Linked DNA regions of Ovis aries: region 2 is linked to region 1. Evidence: chromatin contacts called from public Hi-C data. All regions are on one chromosome and are shown on one strand. The core of a region is the stretch at or near the end of the contact, and the rest is flanking DNA. Distances in the headings are between cores, read along the strand shown.

What was found. Hi-C and Micro-C count contacts between places; a contact is called where the count stands out from the background.
Region 2: a Hi-C map of hypothalamus shows a contact between it and region 1, with 5 times the contacts expected there. The contact joins the promoter of NCOA7 here to the promoter of HINT3 in region 1. A contact is called at or near these places in 7 of 16 Hi-C or Micro-C datasets (hypothalamus, liver, mixed tissues and 4 more).

What each region holds. Positions count from the first base shown.
Region 1 is chr8:12,569,229-12,574,267 of ARS-UI_Ramb_v3.0, forward strand. It overlaps HINT3 (histidine triad nucleotide binding protein 3), which reads right to left and starts at 2,776. Exons shown (of 5, transcript XM_027972326.2): 1 at 2,373-2,776. The coding sequence starts at 2,573.
Region 2 is chr8:12,745,496-12,750,042 of ARS-UI_Ramb_v3.0, forward strand. It overlaps NCOA7 (nuclear receptor coactivator 7), which reads right to left and starts at 2,193. Exons shown (of 15, transcript XM_060419203.1): 1 at 2,079-2,193.

The DNA of each region.
Region 1 (5,039 bases), core at 1,526-4,025:
TGCATTAGCAGGTGGATTCTTAACCACTGGACTACTAGGGAAGGCCTCAAATGCCACCTTCTTGGCGAAGCATTTCCTTCCTAAAACTTTAAAACTGCATCCCTTTTCTCTTTTGTTGTTCCCCATCTAAGAAACTATGGATTTTATTTATTATGTTGCTTATTGTCTATTTCCTGTGAGTGGAATGTAAGCGCCACGAGGACGGGGAGTTTTGCTCATTTTATTTGTTGCTGTATCCCAATGCCTCCAGCAGTGTCTGGCACACAGAAGGCACTCATGTAAATACTGAGTAATGGACAGGGGACTAAATTCCTCTCTACCAGGGACAAAGCTCTACCTCTTGCGGCCAGTTTAAACATCTCTCCATTGGTACCTGCCCATCGTGATTTAAGCACACCAAAGACTTCCCTGTTTTATAAAACTTTCTCTTAACTCCACCACCTCCTGTAGTTACCACTATCTCTCCCTTCTCCCCAAGACTGCCAAACTTCCTTCAGAAGTCGTCTGTCTTTGCTGTCTTCAATGTTTTAGGTTGAATCTCAAGGTTTTTATCAACGATCTGCCCACTGCCTCATCACTGCACTGCAGTTGTTCTCCTGAAGGTCAGCGGTCATTACCCCGGGGACAAAACTAGTTCTAATCTAAGTTGGTCTCTCTGCATGCATACTGGAGAGTCATCCAACCCAGATATGAGGATGAGGGAAGGTAGCTATTGCTGCCAGTTCCTATCTTCTCAACATATTCCTCTCTCTTCGCTTTCCTAGTTTCTCTGTCCCCTTTTCAGGTCTTCATCCTCTGCCTTTCTCTTACGATGTTAGTGTTCTTTAGAGTTCTGTGCAGGGATCCCTTCACTACCCTAAAAATATGTCCTAGGTGATCTTATTAATTTCCCTCTTTTCAATTTCCACCTATAAGCTGGCAGTTCCTATCATCTGGGCTAGCGATGCAGACCTCTCCATTGTCAGACTCCTAATTATTCCTAAATTGATCTGCTTTTCTTCATCCCCATTACTACATTTTAAATCAGGCTAGACTACCTCAACAGCTTCATAACCAGTCTCTATGCCTCCAGCCTGGCCCTCTCCAAATCACCCTTCCCCAGGGTACCAGATGATCTTTCAAAGATCAAACGTTTTCATGGACCTCAACCCTTTTCTTCCAACTCAGCATGAACAGTAGCAATAAACTGTGGCGCTTCCTTCCCCTCACTCTTCATATAAAGCCCAAACTGCTTAACATGAAGTACAACAGCCTTAATAACTTGGCCCTCGCCTACCTCTCCACCCTCAGTTTTTACCACTCACCCCTTCAAACTCTATGCTCCAGTTAGATTGAATTTCTATTCGCCTGTGGCAGAGACCAAACCGCGGAAGGTTCTCTTTACCCAAGACATTGTTCTCTCCTCCTCCTCACCTGACCATGCTTATTTTTTCATGTCTCACTTCCTCTGGAAGGTCTTCCCTAACCCTTCAAATCTGGTCAGGTGCCCCTCCCACGGGCCTTGCAAAATACTGCAGGTGGTAAAACCATCTCACCATAGCACGGAGCACACTATCAGCTGCCTCTTCTGTCGGTACTGACTCCACCCTTTATGTTATAAAATGTAGACAGGGACTGCTGGCCTTTATTTACCTTGCTCAGCACTGAATCTCCAACAGTGCTTAGAAGGAATTCAATTTACTTTTAACCAATGAATGATTATTACAAAACAAAAACAAAGCCCAGAATCTTTGGAGCTGATTCTTTCAAAAGACTGTTTCTTTAAAGGCGAGTCAAGCAGGTAGACGAAAGTACCTACCCGATACCTGTTTTAAAATATCTGAGCAAAGTCTAAATGCTTTGAAAATTTCCCCAACTGATAATAACACTTCTAAGGAACTGTGGAAATCAGAATGCATTAACTAATAGTGTGACCACGGACCACTTCTGCCAGCCTATTTTCAGCGGATCTAACAAATGGGCTTGTCACAGTCACCATTATCTATTTTCTACTAGTTTGTTTTCAGAATCAGTATTTGCAGAATGTAAAGGCAGTGTCTAGAAGAGTGGGGGGAGGTGGGGCAGGGGGAGGTTCCTTTAATAAAATCAGAGGTCACTATTGTCCACCGACCACCTTGGCAGCTGCGGAGAGAGGTTTTATCTCTACATTTTCTCCCCTTAGAACAGTAAACGAGGCTGGCGACACTCCCGGCGCCTAGAGAAACAAGCCTGTCTCTATCACTAGGACACCCAGCCTCCTCCAGCTCCATTTACGCAGGACCGTCCCCACCCGATCCACGCCGGCGAGGCCCCCCTAAGCTGAGGCGCCCTAAGCGGAGCCCCCCGAGGGCGTTCCGGATCCCACCCGCGCCGGGTCGCGCGTCGCAGCCCACCTCACAGTGCAGGAGTTCGGTGCCGGGGTCCTGGTGCGCCGCGATCCGGCAGAACACGCACTTGCTACTGTAGTTCGCGAGCTCCGGGGACTCTGCGGTGACCGCGGGGGTCTCCCCTGGGGATCCCGCCGGTTGGGCAGCCGCCACTGGCTCAGAGCGGGCACACGACTTCCCTAAACCGCATTCCTCCTCCTCCATCATCGCACCCGCTCGTCTGCGCCGCTGAGAGGCTTCTCCGGGACAACAGGGCCTCCTGCAGAGTTCGCCTCCTGCACCTCCTAGATTTTACCTCGAGGCGTCGCCCCTTGTCTGGCGCTGGGCCGGGCAGGGACTGGGCACCGCGCGGATCCAGGGCCACCGGAGCCGCAAGGCGACTCGCCGCGAAGCCGCAGAAGCCAGAGGCTGGCCTTCACGCTGACTGCCACTCGGGGGCGCGCAAGGACGCGGCACGGAAGAGCCGCCGCCGCCGGCGGCAGCCGCCCATCCCCGTGCGTCTCGGTGGTAACGACGCAGGACTTCCGCCACAACGCCGGCTCGCGCCCCACGCCGCGATGACCTCACGTTCGCGCTCTACCCGGGGGCCAACTGGAACTTATTGAAGGTCTTCTCCCTGAGCCCAGTAACATAAAGTACCTCGAGTGTATAGCGATGTCTTAAAATTTTAAAAAAAAAATTTTTTTTTAATTCGTAGGTTTTACGAGAATGAACATTTCTAGAGCTTTGTTTTCTACACAGACTATTTTCGATACTTTGGGTATCCATTTAATACCATGATAATTTTAGGTGATAAGGCTCAAAATATCAAAACAGAACTTCACACCTGTTTTTACCTTTTGTTGTTATTATTGACAGCACCAGCTAGATCAAAATAGTGGGCTTTATCTCATTCTTCATACACAGATAAATGCGGAATCCTGTAGTTTATAGTCTGACATATTCCGGAACTTCATAGAAATTGACGAGGAATTGACCTAGAAACTTCAAGAAATTGACAAGAAATTCAGGCAGGGCTTTCTTGGGAGTTGTGCTTCGGGAAAGAGCGAAAAATGAGTAACACATTCCCTTGCTGGCTCCCTGGGTTGGGAGGGGCGCATGAGTTGGTCCCTTAAATGGGATGAGGGCCGGGCCAGATCTGGGGGTCTATCGGCGGGCGGGGGTGGGGGGGGACGTGGCTTAGTAGGTCGGCCCAACCACCCCCACCCTCTTGAGGGTGCTGTGTGCAGGGATCATGAGTAATACTAACACCCTCTTTCTGCTCAGGACATCGCAGAAGTAGCAGCTGGGTTTTTGGTCTTTTTGTACCTTGTTGCTTATAACTTGTTCAGGCTGTACTTCAGTTCAGTTCAGTCCCTCAGTCCTGTCCAACTCTTTGTGACCCCATGGACTGCAGCATGCCAGGCTTCTGGGTCAATCACCAACTCCCTAGAGCTTGCTCAAAACTTGCAAGCAGTTATTTTTAGTCCTTTAGTTTCTTTATATTCTGTTGCTCAAGCAGACATTTGTCCACATGCAAACACTGTAGCAAAGGGTCCCAAGTCCTCAGTCTCTCTCATTCCCCCGCTGTGAGCTTTTGCACCCCTTATTTTTAAGGGTTAAGGGGCTGAAGTTTTCCTCTTCTGAAGCATCTTCTGGCTGGACAAGGGGTCTCAGACCCTAGCTTACATTAGAGGTTTAGAAGTCCCTTGCTGACTGTTTCAAGGACATGTAGGGACCTGGGCCACCCTCTGCTGGAATGGATTGAAACCCTTGAGTCATAATGAGCCTAACTTGAAATTGCTGGAGCCTAGAAGATACAAAGTTAACCAAAAGATTAACCAGACAAGAGCCGAAAAAAGCCACTAACGGGCCTAGAAATGGAAGAAACCAAGTTAACTTTGGGAGTAGGGCTCCTGTCAGTGTTGACCAGACAGTGAGATTGTGTTGCTCTTGCCACAATTGTGACGCCGTTCTGCATGGGTGAGTATTTCTTTAATATTAACATCCACCTGTCCTGTTGCACTGATCCAGGCACAGCAGGAAGTATTAGTTACCAAACAAACTCTGCCTTGTTCTGCCAGAAAGTAACAAAGAGCCAGGCGATTATGAAGAACTATATTAGCTAAAGAGACAAGAGAGGTCTTAGGTCCCATTAAGGCTTGTTCTATCAGTTCCATCACACAACCACACTGTCCGGGTGAAATTTCCCAGTGTTACTTCATGATAAGTTAAGCCTCCGTGTAGAGCTGCCTGTCCTATGACTAGCCCTGCCCTGTGCTAAGATCATTCCTTTTGCTCTCCAGATTTGGGAGTGAGCCAGCCTGGTCCTATTATAGATAATATCCCTCTTATCCCTATAGACCATACAGGACACTCTCACACGAAGTGGACATCATCAGTGCATTTACAGACCATAGTATGAAGGCCTTGGGAAAAGGGCATGGCCTGGCATAACTCCATAACACGATGTTTTGGGTGTCTTCAGAGGAAAACAAACCCTTCAAGGGGGCAAACCCTTCTGAATGTCTTACGATTGTTCAGACCTGATAGTCCCTGAAGGACATAGCTGTTGCTAGTACATATGCAACTAGGAGACCACAAATCTTTATGTTGGTAATTTAGATTATATCACGTTATAAAGGTCTTCATGAAATGCTTCAGTGTGATCTGGTTGGTTTTGTCAGAGTTGAC
Region 2 (4,547 bases), core at 943-3,442, 180 kb after region 1:
TCCCTCCTACTGTTGATTCACCCAGTCTCGCCACCTTTTACATAAAAGTGTTATTTCCTCACCATCCAGCAAGAGCCCATGTAGGCTGGAGGAGCAATAGTAATAAACTAGGGCTTACCATATTTTTGTGGAAATAAGTCTTTGGGGTAATATGTAATAAGGATGGTGAAGAGTATTAAAATGATAAAAAAGGAAAGGAAGAAAAAGGAAAGATAATAAGTGACTGGATCATTCGCAGACAATTTTGTTAAACAAAGTGAAAAAAGGTTAATTCTGACTCATAAAACTTACATAATGGAAAAATAAAAACAAAACTGGAAATACCATAGTGCAAAAATAAAGCAAATCAAATGTAATGCAGTTATCCTTGATGATTTCAAGATAATATAAAATTTAAAAGGAGAAAGGAAACAAATCTTCCAAACCCTTGATTTCACAACCACTTTAGTTCTCGAGCTTGAAAACTGCTATGTTTATATACTGAGGGAAACCCATACTGTTGAAAACGTGTATCTATATCACGTATTTTGAATCATTTAGGAATTACAGACTCTTCTAAATGTTTTATTTTCACCTTTACCTGTAATAAATACATTATAATTAGGTCAACCACAACAACTCAACCCTAAAATAAGTTAATATGTCACTTATTAACCAAATCGCTGTTATTCCTGGAGTAACCTGAAATTTCCTTTACACAAGTCGCCACTTTTTAAGTGTGTTTTAGAGTTTAATTAAAATAGGTTTGATTACCCATTAGAAAAAATGTGCCAGCTTAAAAATGAAATTATATTAGCATTTGGGGAGAATTACCTTATTTAACAACACATTAAAGAAGGAAAACATATGGTCTTAAAAATGTCAAAATTCAACTTAAATGTTGACATAACTGATTTTGACTATTTATGCCAAGAAGTAATTTTAAAAATACAGTTAAGCTTCAAGCACCATAGAGTAAACAATATGTTTTAAACCTAAACTGTCTTTCGATGAAGCCTGAAACACAGCTCATTCAACAAATAACCCACGAGAACCTATTATGTATCAGACCAGGGGATTAGGAGACTGAACAAGAGGAAGTCTCTATCCTCCTGTAGCTCTCAACCTTAATACGTTAATAAAATCGGAGCGTACAATGATCCAGTTTCCCTCTCTTAACTTTACTGCTTAATACGAAATTTAAACATGATAGCCTGTGAAGAGAGAATCTTGCCAAAAGGTTATCGTTCGTTCTGATGTACGAACTTTACATCGTACATGGGAGAGAAGAAACAATTTATAGCCAGTTTCTCAAAAGTACAAACCTTATTAACATCTAGCTGGAAGCTAGGCTGCGCCCAAGGCTGCCTCTGCTGGCCGACTCCGAGCATCTTTCCAGCAGATTCTAAACTCCCTACACCTGTATCAAACTTGCCATGCTTCCAAACACATCTCTTCAGGAAAGCTGAAGGCTCGCTCCCAGGTAAGCAGCACGAGAATTCCCCAGCCTCATCTAGCTCCTGAATATCTGATTTCTAAAGGGGCCTTCTCCAACTGGCCCTAAATGACTGAGTACAAGAATCTGAGACGTCACTTTCACGTTATCAATCAGCTAGCTCCGAAATACATCAAAATCCTGAGTGACTTCTACCTGCCGCTAGAATAACTCTTTGCGTGGCTGCACATTGGGAGAATACAGAAAGAAGGCATCTGTTCATCAGGCCGAAAAAATACGGTGACATTTATCCACCTGAGTTCCTGAAAATTCGGCCGTGCTCCCTCTCTCCATCCCCCAATAATCCTCACACCAATCCATCCTCCCCGCCCCTGCAAGCAGCGCGGGCCCCTCCGGGCCCAGGGGCTGGACGGGGAAGGGTCACGCTCTCCTTCGCCACCGCTCGGCCTGCCGAGCTCAAGAGGAGGCTGTCAGGTTAACAGGGGGGGTGCTGCGCCCAGCGCCATTAGAACACCTCCGGGCGCCGCACCGAGCTCCGGCGCGAGGCAAGTTTCGCGGGTCCCGGCCCCGGCCCCCCGCCCCTCCGCAGCGGCAGCATCAGCCGCGGGTGGCGGCCAGGGCCGGCGCCCGCCTCGCCACCTACCTACTGCAGGGCGGGGGCGCCGGCTCCTCGGGTCCCGGAGAAGGGCGTCGGGAGCTCGCATTTCTGGGAGCGGTGGCCTCTGCCGCTGGGCGCGGGGGAGCGCATCCTCCGGGGTGGGTGGGAGGAGGGGCCGGGGGAGGACCGCGCGGTGACGCGGAGCTGGGCGGGAGGGAGGAGCGCCCCGGCGCGCGCCCCGCGGGACCGGCGTCCCGCGCTAGTGGACTGCTCGGGCCTCTCCACGCCGCGCGGCGCCTAGCCAACCCTGCGGGTGCGCCCGCGAGTCAGGACCTCGGCCGCGACAGGCTGCCGGGCCCGGCCGGAGGCGGGGAGCTGCGGGTGGGACGACGCGGTGCAGACGCCCGCCTCTAGCTCCGCCCGGGCCGCACCACGCTCGGCGCCCCTGCGCCGCGGCGGGGGCCGGGGAGCTCGGAGGTTTGGCTCGGCCGCTCGGGCTGCAGCTGCTGCATCCTCCCCGCCCCGGCGATCTCCGGGCTGGGAGGCTGGGGGCACCCGCGACGGCTGGCAGCCTCGGCGGCCCGGGCGCAGCCCCAGCCCCGGCCCGGCGGCTCCGCCCCAAGAGAGCTGCGCGCGCGGCCTCTGCAGGCCGCGGCCCTTTGTGACGCCTCCCGGGAGTGAGCTCGTGGCGCTTCCCGCGGCCGGCCTGCCGGCGGCGGAGCCTAAGGTCTTCTTACCTCGCCCCGGGCGGGTAATCCCCTACTGCTGGCCACCACTCTCAGTGTGAATACGGCTTTGAGAGCAGAGCTCGAGTTCGTGTCTCCCCGAGCATGAAAGCCCTGAGGTTCCTTGTAGCTCGGGGACCGCTGGTCACAATAAACTCATCCTTCTGTCCTTTCTGGCGTTGTGTTTCGCAGAGGGGCCCCCATGTCCTCACCCCGCTCCCGCTCCCATCCTCCGCACAGCATCCGGGGTGCTGACAAGTTGCTGTCATTGCAGCAGTGGGGACCGAGCAATTGAGCCCTCCAGGCAGACTCTTGGCAAAGACCGGAGGGAGCCTGGGTTGGGAAGCTTGGCATCAGCTGCGGGCCAGTGCCTGTGAGCTTCCCATCCCCATTGGGGAGCTGTTCCTTCTAAGGTCCCATGACCAGCACTGCAAGATGACTAGGTGGATTTGGCCGTGAAATTGACCCTTACGTAAGGAAAAGACTTAATGGTGGAGCCTGCAGCTGGTGCGATAACACTGGTGTGTCAGAGGCCAGACACACAGGCCCAAGAGATAGCAGCCTCTTCTGGCTTGTTGTTGCTTATGCTGTAACAGCCTCTCGTGAAAGACAAGCGAAGCATTTCACAGAGATGGCTTTGGAATTTCAGTTGCAACTGGTTGCGTCTTGCAAAATATGGAATAATTACCCAATTCTGTACTGAGCATGTATAAAACTGGACCTCGGGTTTATATCTTTTTGCTTTGACTGTGAGGAATTGGAAATTTTCCTTTTTTTTTTTTTTTTTCTTTAGGCATTATGTTATTTGTAAATGATTTCCAAGGGAAAATAAGCCTCCTGCAATTTAAAGAGCTGATTTCATTGAATCAGAAGAACTTGGTTTGGGACCTCCAGAGAAACTGAGAGGCTCTCACACTTCTTTGATGTTTTTGAAATCTAAGATTAATGTAAAAACTGGCAAAGACACGTTCCACAGCAGTACAAGCTGTGGTAAAATCGTGATAAAATTTTCGAGATGAATTCTTCTAAATAGACATCCAGCAGGGTAGGACCTGCGTTGTGTATGGGTCAGGAAACACAAGCCCCAAGCCTCGGTCACATCCAGAGACTCTGATTTGATTGAGAGCCCCATTTTGTTTTCAAAAGTACCTATTTTGCCCCATATTCAGAACGACTTGACCAACATATGTATATATGTGATGAATAAGTGAAAGAATGAAGTCTCCCAGTGAGATTTGGCAGTTGCTTACTCTTAACATTTGTAAAGAGGTCTGCTTTAGATAGTAGTTTGTGCAGGAAATATCCTTTGAGTTGCAATTCTGGACTGCTTCCATCCTTCCACCAAGAGTCCCCTTTTGTTTTTCTCTCTATGGACCCCAGATTTTGTCAAGAAAAAAAATAGTGATCTTTTTTTATTAGACAAACATATTTTAAAAGTACTAACCATCAATCATAAAATGTTTCTCCACCTTTCAAAAACATTGCTTCTAATTTAAGGATCCTCTTTACTATCTTCATGAACTGCTCTAGAACTACAGGCTATATCACATGCTTATTATAACATTTTATTACAGTGAAAGTTTCGGTAGAATAAAGACTTCTGCCCTTCAGTTTAAAGAGGGAGAAAATTCCCCCTTTACTATTGGTTTTTCATTTACTCAACGTTTACTGATTTGCCTAAGCCTTGTCTTTACAGAGAAGTCCAAAGAAATAAACCATCTCCTTCTGCTCTAGATCTGTGCTGTCTCATACAGTGCCCACTAACCACATGTGCCCATTTAAATTTAAA